2 separate regions of the Capra hircus genome follow, and region 1 is linked to region 2. The links are chromatin contacts, called in public Hi-C maps. All regions are on one chromosome and are shown on one strand. Each heading gives the region's core, a stretch centred on a gene start, on an enhancer-like site or on the middle of the called end of the contact. The rest is flanking DNA. Distances are from core to core; before and after follow the strand shown.

Region 1 (5,281 bases), core at 1,541-4,040, 81 kb after region 2:
TAGGCAGATTCTTTACCAACTCTAAGAAGCCTTCCCTCTCTCTTCCCACCCATCGTTTGTGATTTATTTTGATTCTGTTTCAAAAGCAAATGGGAATGTAATCTGCAAGTGCCAAATAGCGAAAGATCTCATAACATAATAATATAACTGCTTATCTCTTTGGATTACTAGGAAAGCAGACATTGGCATCAATAATAAGAGTTGACTCAATTTAGGGAGTGCAGTTTATTTTTAAATTTTTAAAAAATCTATGTGACTGCACTGGGTCTCGGTTGCAACACGTGGACTCTTCAGTTGTTGCACTTGGGCTTGGGCCCAGTTGCCCCGTGGCGTGTGGAATCTTAGTTCCCTGACCAGGGATCGAACCCCTGTCCGTTGCATGGCATGGCAGAGTCTTAACCACCAGGGAAATCCCAGGAATGCAATTTAGAATCTTGTAATTCTCAGGAGCAGTGGTTCTGACCTCTGCATTCTCATTGGAATCATCTGAGAAGCTTTGATAACATATGCTGGTCATAATGCTTAGATATTCTGATATATTTGGTCCCATATAGGGTAAGGTAGGAGAAGGCAATGGCACCCCACTCCAGAACTCTTGCCTTGAAAATCCCATGGATGGAGGAGCCTGGTGGGCTGCGGTCCATGGGGTTTCCAGGGAGTCGGACACAACTGAGCGACTTCTTTCACTTTGCACTTTCATGCATTGGAGAAGGAAATGGCAACCCACTCCAGTGTTCTTGCCTGGAGAATCCCAGGGATGGCGGAGCCTGGTGGGCTGCCGTCTCTGGGGTCGCACAGGGTCGGACACGACTGATGCGACTCAGCAGGAGCAGCAGGGTAAGGTACTGATATTTTTAGATGTTTCTCAGTGTATAGTCAGGGTTGATACCCACAGATAGAGTTTACTTAGATTCCCCGATTCAAGTGAAAGGTACCGAAGAGGAGATGCTTATTTAATATAATTATTTAAAAGAGGAGAGGTTTTAAAGTTGATTTAGAGGATTTGGAGAAAAAGATTTTTTAAGTAGCCAGCCAAATAAAATGTAGTATTTTTGTTTGATCATCAGTAAAGTGTTGACTCCCTTATTTCTTAAAGGAAGTTTACATCTTATTGCTAACTATTAGAAATGTGGCCATTTTATGATTAGCTCTGACCTTCCTGAAATTCTTGTTTTAAATAAATCTTAGGAAGGAGTCTGGTTGAAATGGTATGGCAAAACTAGGTAGATAGACTTTGATGGTCTTCAGCAAAGAAACTTGAAGGATACTATCTAATCTTAATTTAGGAATAGTAATAAGTGTATGTATATATATGAATATATTCTTATATAAGAATGCATTCTTATATATATAAGAATATGTTATATATATCATTTAATACATGTTATATAATATATTCTTATATAGTATATATATTATACATATTCTGTCTATATAGTCTTATATTATGTGTGTTCTGTATATATTATTTTATATATATTCTTATATTTTTATGATATATGTAGAATATGTATGAATGTATTCATTGTTACTATTGTTGCATTCCTGAATTATTTGTTACTGTTATAACAAGTTACTATTGTTACTATTGTAACAATTCCTGTTACTATTCCTGAATTACTATTTTGTTGTTCAGTTGCTCAGTCTTGTCTGACTCTTTTCCACCCCATGGAGGGCAGCACACCAAGCTTCCCTGTCCTTGACCATCTCCCGGAGCTCATTCAAACTCGTGTCCATTGAGTTGGTGTTGCCATCCAACTGTCTTGTTCCCTGTCATCCCCTTCTCCTCACACCCTCAATCTTTCCCAGCATCAGAGTCTTATCAAATGAGTTAGCTCTTCACATCAGGTGGCCAAAGTATTTGAGCTTCAGCATCCGTCCTTCCAACGAATATTCAGGATTGATTTCTTTTAGGATTGACTGGGTTGATCTGGCAGTCCAAGGGTCTCTCAAGAGTTTTCTCCAACACCACAGTACAAAAGCATCAGTTCTTCAGTGGTCAGTCTTCTTTATGGTCCAGCTCTCACAGTCATACATGACTACTGGAAAAACCATAGCTTTGACTATATGAACCTTTGTTGGCAAAGTAATGTCTCTGCTTTCTAATACGCTATCTAGGTTTGTCATAGCTTTTCTTCCAAGAAGCAAGCATCTTTTAATGTCATGGCTATATATATATATATATATATATGTATATATTTTAATTGCCATAAAGATGGTAAAGAATCCGCCTGTAATGCAGGAGACCTGGGTTTGATCCCCCGGTTGAGAATATCCTCTGGAGAAGGAAATGGCAACCAACTCCAGTATTCTAGCCTGGAGAGTTCCATGGACAGAAGAGCTTGGCCGGGTACAGCCCATGGACACGACTGAGAGACTAGCATTTATTGCCATAAGCTATCGAGATTGTTTAGGGTCGAGGGACTTAGTTGTCAAATGAGAGACTTAAAGCTAAATTAACTTGAGTCTTGTTATAGTCTGAATTGCCCTTCACTCCTCAAATTCAAATGTTGAAGCCCTGACCCCCAGAATGTGACCTTACTTGGAAATAGGATTATTGTGGATACAACATGAGGTTATACTGGAATAAGGTGGGCCCCTGATCCAATATGATGAGTGCCTTTATAAGAAGAGAAAACTTGGACAGAGACACGTACAGGGAGAGTGCTGTGTGAGCATGAAGAGAGCCATTTACAGGCCAAAGAGAGAGGCCTGGATGGACCCTTCCCTCATAGCCCTCAGGAACTAACCTTGCCATTGCTGTGATATCAGCCATGCAGACTCCAGAACTGAGAGACAGTACATTTTTGCTGTTTCAGCCATGTAGCCTGTGGTCCTTTGTTATAGCAGCTACAGCAAATTAATACAAGTCCCCATATTTTATTTATTTTTAAAAATGTTAATCTAGAAAATTCAGTATGTGAAATTTTACCATCTTTTTTTTCACTCAAGAGATTAGGGTCCATTTCTTTATCAGGGATTTTATTACTTAAAGCAACTTTTGTTTCTAATTTATTTTTGTCTGTGCCGGGCCTGCATTGTTCCTCCGGCTTTTCTCTTGTCGCGGCGAGCGGGGCCTGCCCTCCAGGTGCAGTGTGTGGGCTTCTCTTGCAGTGGAGCTCAGCCTCCAGGGCACCTGGGCTGCAGCAGTTGCGGCGAGGGGCTTAGTTGCCCTGCAGCATGTGGGATCCTCCCAGACCAGGTATCGAGCCTGTGTCTCCTGCATTGGCAGGCAGATTCTGTACCACTGAGCCCCCAGGGATGCTCTACAAGGAATTTTAGAATGTGTGGTTATGAAGTTTTAAAGTTCCTGATGACTCAGTTAGTAGTCAGTGAGTTTAGTCAATCAGTTTATAAGGCAGGAGTTTACCATGAGCCCAGATCCGCAGCAGGCGTTTCTGGAGTATCTGTTTTCCTTCTCTTTATGGTTATAGTGGAAGGGTCTTTCCAGTCACCCGAGAAGGGTTTCCTGGATCTATTTTGTGTATACAGATTGAGGCTGGTTACCTGAGACGCAGAGTTGGTCTATTTATTGTACATGAATTAACAGCACCCTGGAGAAATTAAGAGTTGAACAACTGTGAATACACATCTCAGTGGACTAGAGAAGAGTGGCCTGTGTTTTTCATGAGACGAGCCAGTGTCTAGAAGGAAAAGACAGTACGGCCAAATTGGGAGTGATCCTGGGAAGTCCCTGGGGAGTGGCAGGAGCTGGCTGTGCCCTCAAGGTGGTTTATAGTAGAGTTGGATTGGAGAAGTCCTTGAAAAAGATAACACTGAAAGTCATGCTGCAAACACAGCTCCTCACCTATTCTGTGTTTCTAAACAGAGCTAAGTAAATACGTAAAAGGGAAAAAAAAGTTCCAGAACAAAACAGCATCATGCTTCAGACTGGCTATAATAGTGAAAAGGCAAAGAACTTGGTCTCTGGAGTCCACTTTAGGTTAAGACTCTTCCATTTACAGTGAACTGTTTTCCTTCTCTTTGAGACTTCATTTTCCTGTGTATAAGGTAAATCATCGGATGTGCCTTTCTTATTGGGTTTTTGTGATGATGACATAAGGTGGTAATCCATGTGAAGCAGTGAGCAAAATGCCTGGTGCTAATAAATATTAGCTAATAACAGTAGCAAAGCCAGAAGGTATGTGACCACTGTGCGTAGATGACTGCCTCCCCACCCCCCCGCATTTAGCCCATTAAATATGAGTAATCTCTTCTGACGTAAGCTTGTAAACAGACAGTTTTCATATCCGTGCCTTTAAAGTACATCTTAAAACCTGGAGTTCAGTTTAGTTCAGTCGCTCAGTCGTGTCCGACTCTTTGTGACCCCATGAATTGCAGCATGCCAGGCCTCCCTGTCCATCACCATCTCCCAGAGTTCACTCAGACTCACGTCCATCGAGTCTGTGATGCCATCCAGCCATCTCATCCTTGGTCGTCCCCTTCTCCTCCTGCCCCCAATCCCTCCCAGCATCAGAGTCTTTCCCAATGAGTCAACTCTTCGCATGAGGTGGCCAAAGTACTGGAGTTTCAGCTTTAGCATCATTCCTTCCAAAGAAATCCCAAGGTTGATCTCCTTCAGAACGGACTGGTTGGATCTCCTTGCAGTCCAAGGGACTCTCAAGAGTCTTCTCCAACACCACAGTTCAAAAGCATCAATTCTTCGGTGCTCAGCCTTCTTCACAGTCCAACTCTCACATCCATACATGACCACAGGAAAAACCATAGCCTTGACTAGATGGACCTTAGTCGGCAAAGTAATGTCTCTGCTTTTGAATATACTATCTAGGTTGGTCATAACTTTTTCTTCCAAGGAGAAAGCATCATTTAATTTCATGGCTGCAGTCACCATCTGCAGTGATTTTTGGAGCCCAAAAAAATAAAGTCTGACACTGTTTCCACTGTTTGCCCATCTATTTCCCATGAAGTGATGGAGCCAGATGCCATGATCTTCGTTTTCTGAATGTTGAGCTTTAAGCCAACTTTTTCACTCTCCTCTTTCACTTTCATCAAGAGGCTTTTTAGCTCCTCTTCACTTTCTGCCATAAGGGTGGTGGTATCTGCATATCTGAGCGCAGCCGGCTGCAAGCCGGCACACTAAAACCTGGAAGTGACCTAGAAATGATTGTCTAAAGCAAATTAGAATATACTTGACTATGCATAGACTGCCTCTGTTATGGAACAAAGATACTGGCTTCAGTGGTTGCTTCTGGAGAGGGGCACTGCTGTGCTGTGCTTAGTCGCTCAGTGGCGTCCGACTCAATGCGACCCCATGGACTGT
Region 2 (5,157 bases), core at 1,393-3,892:
GTGCTGTATGAAATAAGAAATTTCTGGGTAACTTTGCAAAGTCCTGTCAATCAATTCTTACCTAATGCACTTGCTGAGTTACTCTAAAGTACTGCTGTGAATTCCTCTTTAAAGTGTGACTTCGTAAAGCAAATATTCATCCTCTATTTTTCATATCTTGGTTTCCTAAAGTTGATTTTACTATACAGAGAATATTAAAGGCCCAATCAAAAATAAATTGTTTCTAGTTAAAGGTTAAATCAATGTGTATTAGCCATTCAAGGAAATGAAGAAAGACACTCCTAGAAAGAATTATTTTCTCTAGATAACTCAAAAACTTAACTGAATTGCTTGCATACTTCCAAGGAAGAGAGGCTATCGTGATTTGCATAGCTTTTAAAACTTGTGACTTTTTTTTTTTTTTGGTAAGGATGGGCAAAATCAAACAAGATAGTCAAGAACTTTAGCAACTATTCAAGAAGAAATAAAGACAAAACTGAAAAATATACTCAAACTCTTTTCAGATAATAATAAATAAACGTCTACCAAAGAAACATAACATTGTTACAGATGGTGTTACTATTATTTTACCCATCCACCTCTACCAAGTAATACGGATACAAATATACATCTAAAAAATACCCTATCATTTATCTACTACATACATAGTACAAAAACATGCATGAGATGGGGTGAAAAAAAAAATCAATAGTGTCTTTCCTTTTATGTCTTAAAAGGTGAATTTGGACTAAATGATATACTAACAATGTGCTTAAAGTTTGTTGTTTTCATATTCCATGACAAAGATAATGATGTCTTTCAAATTTAAGCATTTAGAAATATAAAGCTCTACATTAAATATTTAACTACCTAGAGAGCAGAAATATACAAGAAAAACTACAATAACGTTTCTTTTTACAGTTAAGGACTTTCTGCTTTTACTTTTCTTTGTATACAACAATATTACAAACAGCACCGTCATAACCTAGGTGTTTCATAAACATGAATGTGATTACCCACTCAATGTCCAGTTCCTGAATGTGACTGAAGGGCCAGAGAGAAATAATTTGGCTTAGTAGATAATCAAATTTGGGCTGATGATAAAGAAGGCTCACAACTTTCCTACAAGGAATGAAAACACAACAGAAATTGTTCGATGTTTTGAAAAATCAAGAGCAACGCATATGAAAGTACTTTGTAAGCTCTCAGTTGAGATCAACAAAGAACATCTCGCATGAACACAGTTATCAGGAGACTCTTAACAGAGGAATCATCATACAGGCCTATTGTCCGCGATCCAACACTTGCAGTAATCACAGAATTTCTTGGGTTGTGACTTCCAGTAGTCTGCCCTGGAAAAGAAAAAACAAGTTTATTTAGAACCTAAAAAGGTAATTTTTGCGTGATTTCCATCTTCAACTTGCAATCCGACATGCAAGCTTCACAATCTTGTTACACACAGCATCCTGCTTTATTATTTAGCCGATTGAAAGCAGTCAACTGAAATTGTTGCCACTAGAGTAGAAAAGTCTGCACCGTATTTAAAACTCCCTTCAACAAAATAGCTTTAAAAAATGTATCATTTGTTATTGTCATCAGTATTAAGAAATAAGGAACATGCTGGAGAAGATCATCCATTCCTTTCTGGCATTTTTGGAGGTGAGGTTACCGTAATGGAGACTTGAAGAAACTCAAAAAGTTCACGTGAAATCGTTATTTCCACTCAAAGAACTAAACATAAGACGCTTCTGGTGGGAGACTGTGGATCCTCCGAGACTATCAGTTAATAGTTTGTTCTTGAGCCTCAAGGATCTCTCAGCAGGCAAGACCAAAAATTAAAGTCATAAGCTAACCAGGGCTGGCCGCTTCTAGCAGGCGGAGGCGGCAGCGGTGGCCGCAGTCCAACCCTCCGGTTTCACAACACCCCACGGTTCAAGCGCCGCCAGAACGAGGATGCTCGCGGCCCCCGACGGTGGAGGCGGCGGCAGCCCTCTGTCGCTCCACGGCGGCCGTCCTACCTGCAGGGGCCGCCAGGCTCCCTGCCAGAGCCCGCGCGTCCCCATCCCGGGACGGGAGAACCGGCCGCGCCGGTCCGCAGCCGGCCCCGAGCGAGTTAAGGGCGCTTCCGTCACGCCCCTGGCCGAGGGCGCGCGGGGGGAGAGGGGCGGTGGCGGAGGGAGAGACCCGGCGGGAGAAGGGCCGCCCGGAGAAACAAGACCTCGTTGTTTGAGAGCCTGAGAAACCCGACTCACATGACTGGTCCAGGCGCTCCGCGGGCCGCCCCCGGCCCCGGCCGAGGCTCGCGTTCTCCGCGCGGGGACAACCAGGCCCCAGCTCACCACGAGGCCCACCGCAGCCTCGGAGCGCGGACGCCTCCCGCCGTCCCCGGGGCCCGCGTTCCGCCGCTCCCAACTACGGGTGCCCCGGCGACCCAATCCGCGTTCGCGCTCGCCTCCCCTGCGCTCCTCCTCGAGGGGCGGGCCTCCGGCTCCCCGAGAGGTGGGGTCGTTATAAGGGGCTGAGGTCGCCGACCAGGGGCGAGAGCGCGACGGGACTTGGGGGCACGCTCGAGTCTCGCGTCTCCGCGTCAGCTCGCCTTCTCTCTCTCTTTTCCCCTCCCGAGATCCAGAACCTCCACCTCCTTCTAGGCTCGCTGGCTCGGGGCCCGAGGAGCTCGCGCGCCGCCTCCGCCCCGAACGCAAACAGCTGTTCCCAGAGACGTCGCCGCCCTCAACTTTGCCAACTGGTCCCCACGCACTTTGACCGGCGGAGCAGCCCGGACCCGTAGGCTGGGGAGCGGGCCGTTGGCGGAGTTTAAAAAAAAAAAAAGAAAGAAAGGTGAAACAGCTGGTTTTGGGGCCGAGAGTCGCTGGGCTTGGCCTCAGAACTTTTCCTCAGGCGGCGGAGCGACCCCGCCCCACCGCTGGGACGCCCGCGCGCTCCTGCCAGGCGCGCTCCCGGGCTCGCGAGCGCGTGGGGAGCTGGGGAGCAGGCGGCGGCGGCCCCGAGGCGGCGGCGGCTGCGGGTGGTGGAGCTGGGGCGGCGGCGTTCGCTCTTGTCAGGTGAGTCACCGCGGAGCTCCTCACAGCACTTCCCATATGGTCTAGCGGTTAGGATTCCTGGTTTTCACCCAGGCGGCCCGGGTTCGACTCCCGGTATGGGAACGTGGTAACACTTTTCAGAAACTGACAGGCGAAACCGACTTGTTTTATTTCCAGTGGCTCTGGCTCTTTTTTTTTCTTGCCCCCCCCTCCCCCGCCCCATCCAGGTGATTTTGGTGGAGAACGCGCCCTGGAGCCCTGCGGTGAGATCTGGGCTGCCTGAGTGCGGAGCCGGGCGGGCGGGAGGAGCGGGTGCGCTCAGGCTGCCGCTGCTCGCGCGGGAGGCCGGCGGGGCAGAGGCGCGGGGCGCGGGGTTTCGCTTCTCCCGGGGCCGTCCTCCCGCCGCTGCGGGCCCGGGCCGTCGCCTCCCCAAAGCTCGGGAGGCGATGATTAACCCCGGCCTCGCCTTATCGGCCCCCAGCGCCCCCGGCAGGCACACACCCTCGCCTCGGACGGTCCCGTGCGACGCGGGGCGTGTTCGCCCGCGCCCGGCTCGGAGCCCCGAGTCATCGCGCCCGGGGTCTTCACTAGAAACACCCCGCCCGCCCCCCGGACCCCCGACACAAAGCAGCCCCCGGGCGGGGTGCGGGCCGGGGACCCCCGACGGCCCGGGCGCGCTCTCCCGACCGCGCCGCTGCCGCCCGCCCGGCGCGGGTCCCCCCGGGGCGCCCGAGCCCCGCGCCGAGGGCACCCCGGCTTGACATGTGGGGCGCCGGCCGCCGTTCACAGAAAGCACCCCAGACTCGGGAGCCGCAGACCTGAGTGCTTTGGCTCGGGAAGGGCGAGGGCATCCGTCCGGTTCTCCGCGCCCCGCTCCGCGCCCAACACACACGCGCGCGCGCGCGCGTTCTGCAGAAGAAAAATAACCATTGGGATGAGATGTCTTTCAAGAAGAAATGTGACTTCTCCAAAGGGTCTATAACGTTTTGAGCGCCGCGGCTAGCAAATCCTGGCGTGGTGGTGGGGCTCGGAAGAGAGAAAATTGGCCGGAGCCTGGGGAGGGGATGTTATAACAAAGTTTCACTGTATTTTTAAATATAGAAGCCCTGTGTTTATTACAAAGAAGGGGCAGCTGTGTCAGCAGCATGTGAGTTGTAAATGAAACAAAAGCATTATCTTAAATGCAAGCTGAAATGAGAAAATGGGGTGAGCTATATAATGTTTAGCCTATTGGGCCTCTGGGAACAAATGAAGCGGGAAGAAGTGGCTCTTGTGGATGGGTTTCTGGGCAGTGCCGTGAGGAGCAGCAGAAACTTGAGTTGTACGTGCCTTCTCAAACTCTTGTTTTGATAGTTTTAGCTGTACAATGAGTTTTGGAATAATCTGTTAGTGTGATCGGCATGATTAAGGATTAATTATTTTCACATTGTAAATAAACTTCCACAGCTAAATATGTTTTAGATAGTCTCTATTAATTTAAATATTTGGATGTTTACACCAAGCACCCTCAGATATTTTGAAAGTTGACTGATGTTCACGTTTTTTTAATGTGAGGAGGTTGTGGAGAGAATACTAAAAGTATATTTTGGCTCCTTTGATCAGTATAACTTTGTGTAGCTCTTTCACTTCCTTATGCTCTGGGTTTAGAGCCATAAATTCTTGATAAAGCGTATCACTCACAAACTTTAGAGCTTCAGGAATTGTTGAGCAATTCTTGTGTCAGTAATAAGAGTGGAAAAGTTTTGTTTAAATAGAGGATTGTGTCATTGTTCAGAAACCATTTACTGAGGCTCGAATTTGGAAGAAAGAAAAGAACTCTCTGCCTTAATTGTTTCCATAGTGCTTCATTCCTGATCTTGCATTTCCTAATGACTTGCTATTATACTGTACCAAATTGTGCTAAAATGGATGTGATTTTCAACTGAGAACCAGCTATAATTGCAAATGGCTTTATATGTACTCGAGAGTATGCTGAGAGGAGTAGTTTGATGACAGTTTCTCTATGTCCAAGACATAGACTTATAGGGCTTCCTCGGCGGCACAGTGGATAAGAATCTACCTGCGAATGCAGGAGACATGGGTTCGATCCCTGGTCTTGGAGGATTCCACATGCCTCAGAGCAGTTAAGACCGTGTGA

The links. A called contact is a pair of places that touch in the nucleus more often than the background predicts.
Region 1: a Hi-C map of blood shows a contact between it and region 2, with 4 times the contacts expected there. The contact joins the enhancer-like site here to the promoter of ELF1 in region 2. A contact is called at or near these places in 2 of 5 Hi-C or Micro-C datasets (both in blood).

What each region holds. Positions count from the first base shown.
Region 1 is chr12:75,339,296-75,344,576 of ARS1.2, forward strand. The region is part of intron 2 of ELF1 (ETS-related transcription factor Elf-1); the gene reads left to right. Among named protein-coding and RNA genes, the nearest start is that of TRNAK-CUU, 13 kb to the left of the region's middle. Within about 2 kb of position 2,791, at least 2 of the 5 cell types and tissues checked have an H3K27ac peak or open chromatin away from gene starts, as enhancers often do.
Region 2 is chr12:75,258,797-75,263,953 of ARS1.2, forward strand. It overlaps ELF1 (ETS-related transcription factor Elf-1), which reads left to right and starts at 2,643. Exons shown (of 9, transcript XM_018056807.1): 1 at 2,643-3,041. It overlaps WBP4 (WW domain-binding protein 4), which reads right to left and starts at 2,579. Exons shown (of 10, transcript XM_018056809.1): 1 at 2,232-2,579; 2 at 1,259-1,331. The coding sequence starts at 2,233. It overlaps TRNAE-UUC (a tRNA gene), which reads left to right and starts at 3,072; the gene lies at 3,072-3,143.